Regions from separate parts of the Mus musculus genome. Here region 1 is linked to region 2. Evidence: chromatin contacts called from public HiChIP or PLAC-seq data. All regions are on one chromosome and are shown on one strand. Each heading gives the region's core, a stretch centred on a gene start, on an enhancer-like site or on the middle of the called end of the contact. The rest is flanking DNA. Distances are from core to core; before and after follow the strand shown.

The links. HiChIP or PLAC-seq counts read pairs in DNA pulled down with a chosen protein or histone mark.
Region 1: a contact with region 2 is called in an H3K4me3 HiChIP or PLAC-seq map of the SCID.adh cell line, with 2.5 times the contacts expected there. The contact joins the enhancer-like site here to the promoter of Dipk1a in region 2. A contact is called at or near these places in 1 of 39 promoter capture datasets (embryonic stem cells), 7 of 115 datasets of contacts at active chromatin or transcription factors (the SCID.adh cell line, bone marrow-derived macrophages and embryonic stem cells) and 2 of 9 other capture datasets (adipose tissue and liver).

What each region holds. Positions count from the first base shown.
Region 1 is chr5:108,158,226-108,163,899 of GRCm38.p6, forward strand. It overlaps Ccdc18 (coiled-coil domain containing 18), which reads left to right. Exons shown (of 29, transcript NM_028481.1): 8 at 300-421; 9 at 3,242-3,533; 10 at 5,423-5,547. Among named protein-coding and RNA genes, the nearest start is that of Ccdc18, 28 kb to the left of the region's middle. Within about 2 kb of position 2,861, at least 12 of the 459 cell types and tissues checked have an H3K27ac peak or open chromatin away from gene starts, as enhancers often do. A contact at or near this core is called in the SCID.adh cell line, where this site is marked.
Region 2 is chr5:107,985,542-107,991,449 of GRCm38.p6, forward strand. It overlaps Dipk1a (divergent protein kinase domain 1A), which reads right to left and starts at 1,536. Exons shown (of 5, transcript NM_026062.4): 1 at 1,408-1,536. The coding sequence starts at 1,461. It overlaps Gm42150 (a long non-coding RNA gene), which reads right to left. Exons shown (of 3, transcript XR_880537.1): 3 at 5,879-5,908.

The DNA of each region.
Region 1 (5,674 bases), core at 1,611-4,110, 170 kb after region 2:
TAATCCCTATTTGAATTGCTTGCCTTGTTCATGTTTAACCTGAGCATTTTGCCTTCAGGTGGCATCATTCTTGCCAATCTGTTACTGGCCCTTAAGCATTTCTGAATAAATAGTAACATCTTCCTCCCTGTCTTTTGTGTATATTGTTTCTTTTTACTACAGTACCAGGGACTTAAATATAAGGAATACTTAGCCTGTTCCTGTTTCTTTCCAATATCACTACTCATAGTTTTAGCTTGAAACAATGTAAAACTTATGATTATAGTAGTATATTCACTTAAAACAATTTTTTATTTTAGGTTCAAGATGAAGAAGAAATATTAGAGAGAAATCTTAGTAACTGTGAAAAGGAAAATAAAAGGCTTCAAGAAAAGTGTAATCTGTATAAAAGTGAACTTGAAATTTTGAAAGAGAAATTCAGGTACTTTATTATGGAAAAATAATTTTGATGTGCAAGTGGGAAGAAAGGAAACATTTAAAACCACATTTTTATTGTAAATATGGACTGTTTAGTAATGTAGAAGGCTAAGATTTGTGACTGAAACTCTCTAGGTATAAAACTAATTTTAATATAAGACAGCTTAATTCTAACACATTTGTAAATATAGAATAATGCAGATTAATACAGACAAAATGTTTTTAGAGTGTAATTACATTAGCTAGCTAGTAAAGATGCTTAAATAGGAAGAAAACCACTCAGTACAATTTTTTTCATTTATAAAAAAGAGCAGGTTCAAAGAATATCCATTAATTTTCCATAGTCAAGAAGGTAGATTAGGGACTACTGAGGTGTCTTGTCAGATAAAGACACTTACTGCATAAATCTGCTGATCGGAGTTTGATTGCTGGCACCCCATAAAAGGAGAGGGAGAGAACCAATTCCACATATTTGTCCTTCAACTGTCTCTCTCTGTCCCTTACTTCCTCACACACACTAATAATGATGATCAATGAATTTTAAAAATTTAAGTTAAATTAGGTTAAAGATGTTAACTGGGTCTTCTGACTTTGGTGTTCTATACAACATAATTTTTTCATAACTAATAATTTTGGTCAACTTTCAGAAGGTAATAATCCATTTTTATAATCTTAGACTCAAGGTGGAGAGAACAATCAATATTTTTTCTGTCTAATTGTATCATTATAGCACATTTTCCTTAAGGTGGATACATTTAGTATTTTGGTAGACAAGATGAAGTTATTAGAGTAATTCCTAGAGCCTCATGCTATCAATTATAACTGTATATCTATAAGTATATATACTTTGTCTATATATATATTATATATTGTCTTATATTTTATAAAATAGCTTTTGAACAGATCTTGTTTTTATTTTAAAGTGTGTGTGTGTGCCTGTTTTAGGGGTGAGGAGTTGTACTTGTGAGAACAGTGTCTTTGGAGATCAGAAGAGGGCGTTGGATTTCTAAAGCTAGAGTTACAGACACTGAGCCACTTGACATGGGTGCTGGGATTGGAACTTATGTCCCCCTGTTAGAGTAGCAGAGACTTTTCATTTCTGAGTTGCCTCCCCAGCCTTTGTTTTTCTTTTCTTTTCTTTTTTTTTTTAATTAGGTATTTTCCTCGTTTACATTTTCAATGCTATCCCAAAGGTCCCCCATACCCACCCCCCCAATCCCCTACCCACCCACTGCCCCTTTTTGGCCCTGGCGTTCCCCTGTACTGGGGCATATAAAGTTTGCAAGTCCAATGGGCCTCTCTTTGCAGTGATGACCGACTAGGCCATCTTTTGATACATATGCAGCTAAAGACAAGAGCTCCCGGGTACTGGTTAGTTCATATTCTTGTTCCACCTATAGGGTTGCAGTTCCCTTTAGCTCCTTGGGTAATTTCTCTAGCTCCTCCATAAGGGGCCGTGTGACCCATCCAATAGCTGACTGTGATCATTCACTTCTGTGTTTGCTAGGCCCCTGTTTTTCTTTTCTAAGTACTGACTTTTTGTCTCACTGATTCTTTGCATTTGTTTGTTTCCATTTCAGTAATTCCCTGCTTTCTTTTTCCAAGATGACTTCACTGTGTAACAGCCCTGGGTATCCTGAAACTCTCTCTGTACACCAGGGTGGACTTTATCTCAGAGAGCTGCCTGCCTCTGCCTCCCAAATTCTGGGATTAAAGGCCAGCTCCTCTATTGCCAGTAATTTCTGCCTGGTTTTAATTATTTATTCCTATTTTTTTATGAATTTGGTTTGTTTTTTTCAGAGTTTTCAAGACAGGGTTTCTCCGTGTAGCCCTGGATGTACTGGGACCTACTCTGTAGACCAGGCTGGCCTTAGATCTACCTGATTCTACCTCCTGAGATTAAAGATGTACAGCACCGTGCCCAGCATAAATATCTTTCTTTGCAATTGTTTTCAGAGGAAATTCTGTCTAGAGACATACAGTTTAAGCAGAAGTTTACTTAGCAAAGCAAAGCAAAACAAGCACACTCCAAAGAGAGATTGGAGTGACTTGTCCTGAGGCAGCTGGATAGTAGCCATCAGTCCTCTGTGTGGATACTTAAACTATTTTTGTAGTGGATGACATAGTCATGTGGGTGTAGTAACTTTTTTCCCTCCCAGATCATGGTGAACAAGATCTTTCCATAATCCTCTTGAAAGTTCACAAAGGTGAGAGGGGCACAGTTGTCAAAACCACAATGTGGTAAAAATCCTTTGAGTATACAGTGTTTTGTTAGTATGCATGTGTGGCAGTTAGGAAAGTGCCCTGGCACCTCAGTTTCTCATTAGTGGGAAGACTGCAACTGCAGCTTTAAGTACGTTTAACCACAATGAGGCATTCTTATAGTCAGGACACAGCTCTCACAAGTTCCCTGCTTACCTCAGAGCTTAACCCTCATCTACCAGGTGTTATCATCCTTTTCTCCTTTCTTTCTCACACTGTAGCCCAGGCTGGTCCAGAGGCACTGTATCGCTCAGGCTCTGCTCAAACTCAGAATAGTTGTTTTGTCTTCATCTCTTGGTTGCTGGTAATACATGTGGGCTACTATGCTTGTCCTCTCATCCTTGTATCCCTAGGATAAATGCCATTGGGTCATTGTAACTAATTTTCAGTATGGGCTGTATTCAGTGGACTGGCATTTTGTTGAGGATTTTTGCTATTTTTATGTAGGATATTGGCCTATACTTTTCCCTTTTTTGTTGTGTCCTTGGTTTAAAGTGAGAGTATTTAAAGGTGATTATTGAAAATGTGTGCATATTTCACTTTAATGCTTTTTTCTTCACAGGGAGTTAAAAGAAGAACATTACAGTGGAAAAGAAAAATTAATGATTATGGCAATGAAAAACTCAGAAGTCATGTCACAGTTAACGGAATCTAGACAATGTATTCTGAAGCTAGAGAGGGAGTTAGAGGACAAAGATGAAATAGTACGAGAAAAGTTTTCCTTATTAAATGAAAATCGAGAATTGAAGGTTCGTGTTGCAACACAGAATGAACGACTAGAGTTGTGTCAGCAGGACATTGATAATTCAAGGGTGGAACTGAAGAGTTTAGAAAAACTGATAACCCAGATACCAGTAAGTATGTTTGAAAAGAAATCTAGCCCACCTGACTGTGCAGTGGAAAAGGAACCTGCTGTGTTAAAGAGTGTCAGTCATTCTGTGGCCGCTTTCCTAGCTTCTGTCCTCACCCTTGCTTGCTCAGTGGCGCTTTCATCTGGTACCTATTTCCTCACACTCACCTTTCTTACCCTTTCACCCTTTCTTGCCCTCTGAGATGCATATATAGGAACTGCACAGAATTTTTGAAGAGTTTTATTGAAGGATTATTTATGTGTTGAAAATTCAATCCTTTAAAGTATACTATTGCTGGGTAGTGTTGATGCACGCCTTTAATCCCAGCACTCAGGAGGCAGAGGCAGGTGGATTTCTGAGTTTGAGGCCAGCCTGGTCTACAGAGTTCCGGGACAGCCAGGGCTACACAGAAAACAAAAACAAAAAACAAAAGTATACTACTGAGCTGAGTTTTAGGTTTGTAGCAGTCATTGCAATCCAGTCTTACATATTTTTATTATACCTAAAACTTCCCTTGTGCCTCTTTACAATTAATGCACCCCACTCTGGGAAACCAATAATAGTTTGAATTTTTTTTTAAGATTTATTTATTTATCATATGTAAATACACTGTTGCTGTCTTCAGACACACCAGAAGAGGGCGTCAGATCTCATTACGGATGGTTGTGAGCCACCATGTGGTTGCTGGGATTTGAACTCGGGACCTTTGGAGGAGCAGTCAGTGCTCTTACCCGCTGAGCCATCTCACCAGCCCCAATAGTTTGGATTTCTATGGGTTTGTCTTTTCTGGACATTTCATATGAATATAGTTATAACATTATGTGAATTTTCTTGCATCTGTTTTCATATTTTGAGGGTCATTCATATCAAGACATATTAGTATTTTATTTCTTTTTAGTTTTGAATGGTATTCAGCTGTGTGCATGTATTGTGTCTTATTTAGGCAGTGGTTGGTGAACATTTGGACTATTTCTGCTTTTAGTCTATGTAAATCATGCTGCTGTGAATATTGGCATAGAAGTCTGTTTGTTAGCATGCTCTAATTTTTCTTGGATAGATACGTACTAGTGAAATTTCTTGGAAATAAACTGTTTAGAATTCTTCCAACACCGGTTCTTTCTCTGCATCTCTGTTGACATTTGTTGTATGTCTTACTTATCCCTCTTAGTTATGTGAACTGGTGTTTCATTATCATTTTCATTTTTATTTTTTTTGATTGCTAATGTTGAACAGTGTTATATATTATTAAATAGTGTAGAATTTTAAATATTCATGTATGTCAGTGAGATTAGATAGGTGAACATTGACAGGTATGAAATAAGGCAAGAATGAGAAAGTGATACATATGTCATGGTTTGTTTCACTTCGGAATGGATGGTAGACTGCATGGCAGATTTTACAAGTTTTAAAGTATTGTCAGTCATGGAAGTATGAAGCTGAAAGGAACTTGGAAATCATCAGATTTGATAATGCTATTTAACTAGTGAAAAAAATATGGGTGCAGGGAAATACTAGCCTAACAATTGGTTATTGTTTGAAGTTTTTAGTCATTGGGTGTTTTGTTCTTCATTATAACTACTTTTTAAAATTCTGTATTATTTTGAAATGTATGTGTATTCTTTCTATCCATATCTTAAATATTGCTATGTATAAATGCATCTAGAATGACTTTGCTTAATGAGTTTGAAAATACTGTATACGTTATTTGTGCTTATTATGTTTTGAAATGTATTCATATTGATTTATATAACTCAAACATGCTTATACATTCTATTGATAAATACCAGATTGTTTCCATGAAATTGATAGTTTTCCAAGCTGAGTGTTAAGAAGAAGACAGTTGTATCACATATATATTTTATGTTTATAAGTGTCTGTTTTTACACTTGCAGTTAAAAAGAGAAATAGTTGGCTTTAGGTCATCTCTTTGTAAGCACCAGAGGAGTAGTGTTTCTGACAAGGAGGACAAATGCATTGGCTGCTGTGAGGCAAATAAACTCATGATTTCTGAATTGAGGTATATTTTTTCAATTTTTTATAAGATTTTTTTTAAAGATTTATTTTTTATTTCATGTATATGTGCATATTGTAGCTGTCTTCAGAGACATCAGAAGAGGGCATCATTTCCCATTACTGATGGTTGT
Region 2 (5,908 bases), core at 286-2,785:
ATCTTAATATTAGCCCACTAGCAAGCTTACCCTAATTTCATCATTGATAACGATGCAAATTCAGAAAAGTAAGAAACACACTAAGTGTTTGTCATTAATGTAAGCATAACTATTTGTAAAACTAATTTTGTTTGCGTGGTGTCGGGGATTGAATCCAGAACTCTTAATTTCTAACCTTAACCACATCAGAAAACCTTTGTACAGTTATAGCGCCAAAGATTGCATTCACATCTGTGGAAAACATTTAAAGCCAAAACTAAAGCCTAAAGCTCTACCAACTCCAAAAATTAATAATAGAAAGCTAAGTAGTTTAAGTTCAAAGATTTTAAACATGCCCAAATACTTTAACCTGGAGGGGTGGAATGCTAGACTAGGTTCTAATACTGGTACTCAAGGCACAACTATTTCTGGTGGCGCTGCTACAAACATTCAGTTTTACACCCTTAAAACCATGAGTTGTCAAGTCAGTCTCTCAATCTGGGTTTCTCTCGTTTCGATGTAATGACTTACACTTGCAAATTTCAAATTAAAATATAAGATTTATTTGGACAGTAACGGTTTCTCCTCAACTTTTTCTTTTTTTTCCATACTCATAAGAAGCACACCAACAACTGACCTAAATACACGTCCCATGTCGTCAGGCCTTTTAATGTAAGCAGTGTCCTCTAGAGACATATAACAATACTGCCAATGTGTGAGGCATTGATTTGTAGTTGTTTTTCCATCCGAGCTATGGATTTGTGCTCAGCTACTCACGACGTCTACTAGGTCCCCCTGGTGACCAAACAGTGCACCAAAGCAGCAGGAGGGTTCTAAAGCCTACTGACAGCGGAACAGAAAATCATGAAAAATTAACACGGCAACAGTACACACGACGTGACTGTGAATTGCGTTCGCACTGCTGGCGGGCTGAGTGAAGAGCCGTACAACGGTCACCATCCCCTTTTTGCAAAAGCATCGCCTCGATCGAGCTTGCCTACTCCTCCCTCCCATTTAAACCAGAGATGTGATGAGAACACCAAACCCAGGGGATCTGCACGAGGCACAGCTACTGGCTGGGACTTGGGGAACCACTGGTATGACAATCGGTCACGATTCTGTGGAGCATGGAGGAATGACACACCACCCTTTCCTACCCCAGACACAGAGTCAGGAATGGCAGGTCGAGGGGGGGCCCTTGGGGAAAGCGGGAGAGCACGCAGAGGAGGGACCGCGGCGCGTCCGGGGCCGGGACTCAGAGGGGCTCAGGGCTGGGGCGGCGCCCGAGGAGCGGGACCAGGGCTGGGAGGGCGCGCCGCCAGGTGCCGGTCCGCAGGAGGCGGCGGGGCGCGCACGGAGGGAGGACGGGGCGCTGAGTCCCGCGTGGCGCGGAGCGGAGGGCGCGTGGCGGGGCCGCGGCCGGCCTACCTGGAGGTAATGGGGTTTCCTCAGCCAGGCCCCCGCGCAGAGACTCCTCGCCATGGCACTCACATCGCCCCGCCGCGCCGCAGTCGGAGGCGGACCCGAGCGCGGCCGCCCGCCGGCCTCCCCGCCCCTGCCCCGCCGGCCCGCCCACGGCCCGCCCCCGGCGCGCGCTCCCCGGGGCCGCGCTGCGGCGAGGGCGGCGGGTAGCGGAGGCCGGCTCCGCGCGCAGAACCCCACCCCCACCGCCAGCCGCGGCGGTCGTCAAGGCGCGGGCGCGGGGCTCCGCCATAAAGGGGAGTCGAGCCTCGCGTCCGCCGACACAAATCCGCCTGCGCCTCCGTGCTTAAAGGGGAGGCGCGGACGGGGGAGGGGTACGGCCGAGGCGGGTGCGAGCAGCACGGGGGTGCGCAAAACGTGGGCTCCGTGGAGCGCCCACTTCACTGTGAGGCTTGCGGCTTCACGCGCGGAGTCCCGCCGTCCGCGCTCTGGACCTGTGCGAGCGGATTGCACGGAAATTCTGTGGATGCTTAGAGCTGCATCCTAGGCGACCAACTAACTCATAGATCCTCTCCAGGGAAAGGAGGCTCTCCGGAGACGCGACCACCGCTATCTAGGGGAGGAAGGGACTCCTTCCCGCTCAGTTCTGCGTGGCCTTCCAGACACTTCGCCTCTTTGCGTACCTTAAATTTAATGCAATTTTTTTCTTTTATTTCTTTTTCTTTCTTTTTTACCATTTCGACTTTTTGAAGTTTGCATTGTTTGCAAAACAGCCTCAGAGTTTTCTTGCCTCTACCACAGAATCATGATTCACACGTTAAATACATAATTAAATAAATAAATGCCGGATAAATACAGTGAAGGCAGGAGACCTTCTAGGATATAGCAGAGCAGCTCAGTTAAGGCTATACACCTCAAGGCGTTGCTTTCTTCTGTTGACACTGATGGCCAAATAAGGGAGAAGGGGCCACCCTGGGAGGAGTACAGCTATTGATCTGAGTGACTTCAATGCAGGGAGATGCAGGTCCTACTTCATTTTTTTCCCTTGCTATGCCGTACTTTATGTTTCTAGTGCTTTCAGTTTCTGGAAACAGGTCTTTAACCTGGATAATATTTTGTTACTCGCAAAGAAGTGCATGAGCCACTGACTTTCACTTTTAATTAAATGACTTCAGTAATTTCTAAAGTAAAAGTAAATATGAGCTGGGCATGGTGACTCATGCCTGTAATTCCAGCACTTGGCCAACCGGAGCTACTTAAGACAAAGACAGACAAAGGGAGGGAAGGAAGAAGGAGGAAAGGACGGATCCTACCGGTTTCCTTTAGTTGTTTTTTTGTTTTTTGTTTTTTTAAAGATTTATTTATTACTTATTATATGTAAGTACACTGTAGCTGTCTTCAGACACTTCAGAAGAGGGAGTCAGATCTCGTTACGGATGGTTGTGAGCCACCATGTGGTTGCTCAGATTTGAACTCCGGACCTTCGGAAGAGCAGTCGGGTGCTCTTACCTGCTGAGCCATCTCACCAGCCCTTTTTTTTTTTTTTTTTAAGATTTTATTATTTATATGTGTATGTCTGCCATATTTGTGTGATTGCTTATAAAAGCCAAAAGAGGGCATCAGAACACCTGGGGCTGGAATTTCAGTTGGTTTTAAGCTGCCCAACTTGGGTGCTGGGAACCAAACTCGAGTTCTCTGGAACAGCCAGAAGCCCTCTTAACCACGGAGCAATCTCTCCAGCTCTGCAATAAGTATTTTCTTAGCATCCAGACACTGTTCAAATTTTTTTGCTATGTACACAAAAAGACAAAGCAGGCAGAATTCCTAACTTTATGGATATTACATTTTGGAGATGAGAAGACAGGCAATAAATAATAAACACAATGACTATAGAGAAGTCTGGTAAGAGCCAGTTGTGGTGACATGCCCACAGTCATAGTACTTGGGAGGTGTAAACAGATCAGGAATTCAAGGACAGCCTCAGCCCAGCTCACCTGCACAATTTGGAAACCCTATCTCAAAATAAAATAAAATAAAATAAAATAAAATAAAATAAAATAAAATAAAATAAAACAAAACTGGTCAAGGCCAGGTGAGGTAGTAGCAAGCAGATATGTGTGAGTTCAAGACCTGCCTGGTTTATATAGCTAGTTTCATGCCAGCCAGTGCTTCAAGGTAATGGGGTAGTGAGAGGTAGAGAAAACTACAGACAGTTGGCTAGGAGATCAAGAGTTTATTTGCTCATGTTACATTTAAGTATGTATTTGGAATTCAAGTGGTGTCTGGGTTTGGGGTTTCAGTTTTTTTAAATCAAGGATGCATATAGGCCAGGCTGGCCTTGAACTCACAATCATCCTGCCTCTACTCCCAAGTGCTGGGATTGCAACTCTGTACCACCACATCCAGCTCTCATGGCAATCTTGAGTAGGTGATTGTGTACACGAGAGTATGGGATAAAGGAAAATATTGCACGTTAGAGATACACAGGTGTTATCGGCATTTTCAGATGGCATTGAAGCCAGGTTTTACAAACTACATGCATTTGTAGAGGGGGAGGTGTAAATAGAGGTGTAAATCAAGGATGAAGCCCTGGGTATAGTGCAAATCAAGGGAGGCGAGCAAGGAACAGGGTCTCAGGAGCAGCCAGTTAAGGAATAAGGTAGCCCAAGAGCCAAATTAAGCTAGTGTATCAACGAGGAGTGAATGCCATAGTAAGGAATTGACCACTGGATTCACTGTGTTAGAGAACTCTGTCAGCACCTGCATAGCGGCTCCCTAACCATCTGTAATCCAGGTCCAGTTCCAGGAGATCCAGTGCTGTCTCTGGTCTTTGAGGGCGCCAGGCATGCAAGAGTGTGTGAGTGTGTGTGTGCCTGTGTTCGTGAGTGTATGTGTGTGAGTGTGTGAGTATGAGTGTGCGGGTGCATGTGTGTGTGTGTGTGCATGAGTGTATGTGTGTGAGTGTGTGTGTGCATATGTGTGCCTCTGTGTGTGTGTGCGTGTGTGTGTGAGTGTGTGTATATGCCTGTGTATGAGTATGTGTGCGTGTGTGTGTGAGTGTGTGTGTGCATGTGTGTGTGTGTGTGTGTGCATGTGGGGTGTGTGTGTGTACGTGTGTGCGCAGTCATACAGATAAAATAAAAATAAAGTTTTTTTTTTAAAGAAAACAATGAGAAGGAAGGAAACATTTGAAGAAGTGGGGGTGTGGCTCAGTTAGAATGCTTGCCTAGCATGTACAGAGACCTAGGTTTGACTCCCAGCACCACATTAAACTGCATGGATCCAAAACTTACCCATTACCCAATACACTTAAGGTCTCACTATGTAGATGTGGAAGTATGAAGTTCAAGTCCATTCTCAATGTCATAGTGAATCTGAGATCAGCCTCATGTACATGAGTCCTGCCTCTAAAAGGAAGAGGGAAAGGAGGGGGCAGAAGAAAAGGGATGAGGAAGTAGAGAAAAAGAAAACAGAGGAGGAGAGAGGGGAAGCAGAGAGGGAGGAGAAGGGAAAGAAAGAAAACAATGGTAGGAGGGAGGTTGAAGATGGCTAACACAGACCTTTTTTGAGATGTTTTCCTAAAAAGCTGGAGCCCCATATTGGAGCAATAATCATTGAATCAGAAAGAGATTTAGGTCACTGTGTACCTTCAGCGACAGTGAATGCGTGAATGCAGAGATCGTGGCTGCACAAGATACTGAGACTAACCAGCCATGAGCAAGTGCTCAGCCCTAAACAAAACATGTAACAGGACCTTTTCTAGATGTCAGGAAACGTCTCAGAAGAGGAGCAGAAAGTGTGTGAGAACTGGAAGATGGTGTGGAGGGATGCAAAATGCCATCCTCTAGACTCAGCACAACTGTTGCAATCATTAATTTACAACAACTGCTAACACAAGACCAGCCTTGAAAAAAATCAGCCATACATGGAGAAGGCACTCCTGAGCCCTTACTGCTGCTGAGCTATTGACTGTTGATAAACTCAGAGAGAGAGAGAGAGACAGACATTGTCTTCAGTAACCCACTAAGCTCCAAACCTATAATCACACAGCTCTGGTTAAACTCAGTAGGCGAGTGGCCTGGACCAGCAGGTTGTTCTTCAGCAGCAGGTACCTGAGGAGGAAGGGCCAGAGGAGATGAGAGATAAAAGCAGACCTGTGGGTTGAGAAAGTCTTACATAAACTATGTTTTATGCCAAGCAAGCTATAAAAAGAAAAGATTAATTCATCTATGTATGCAAGTACACTGTCACTCTCTTCAGACACACCAGAAGAGGGCATCAGATCCCACTACAGGTGGTTGTGAGCCACCATGTGGTTGCTGGGAATTGAACTCAGGACCTCTGGAAGAGCAGTCAGTGCTCTTAACCTCTGAGTCATCTCCTCAACCCCCAGCAAGCTTTTTAAGAATTATAGAATCTTAGTGAAGTATGGTGATGCATGTCTTTAATTCCAGCACTTGGGAGCAGAGACAGGCAGATCTCTTGAGTTCCAGGGTAGCCTGGTCTA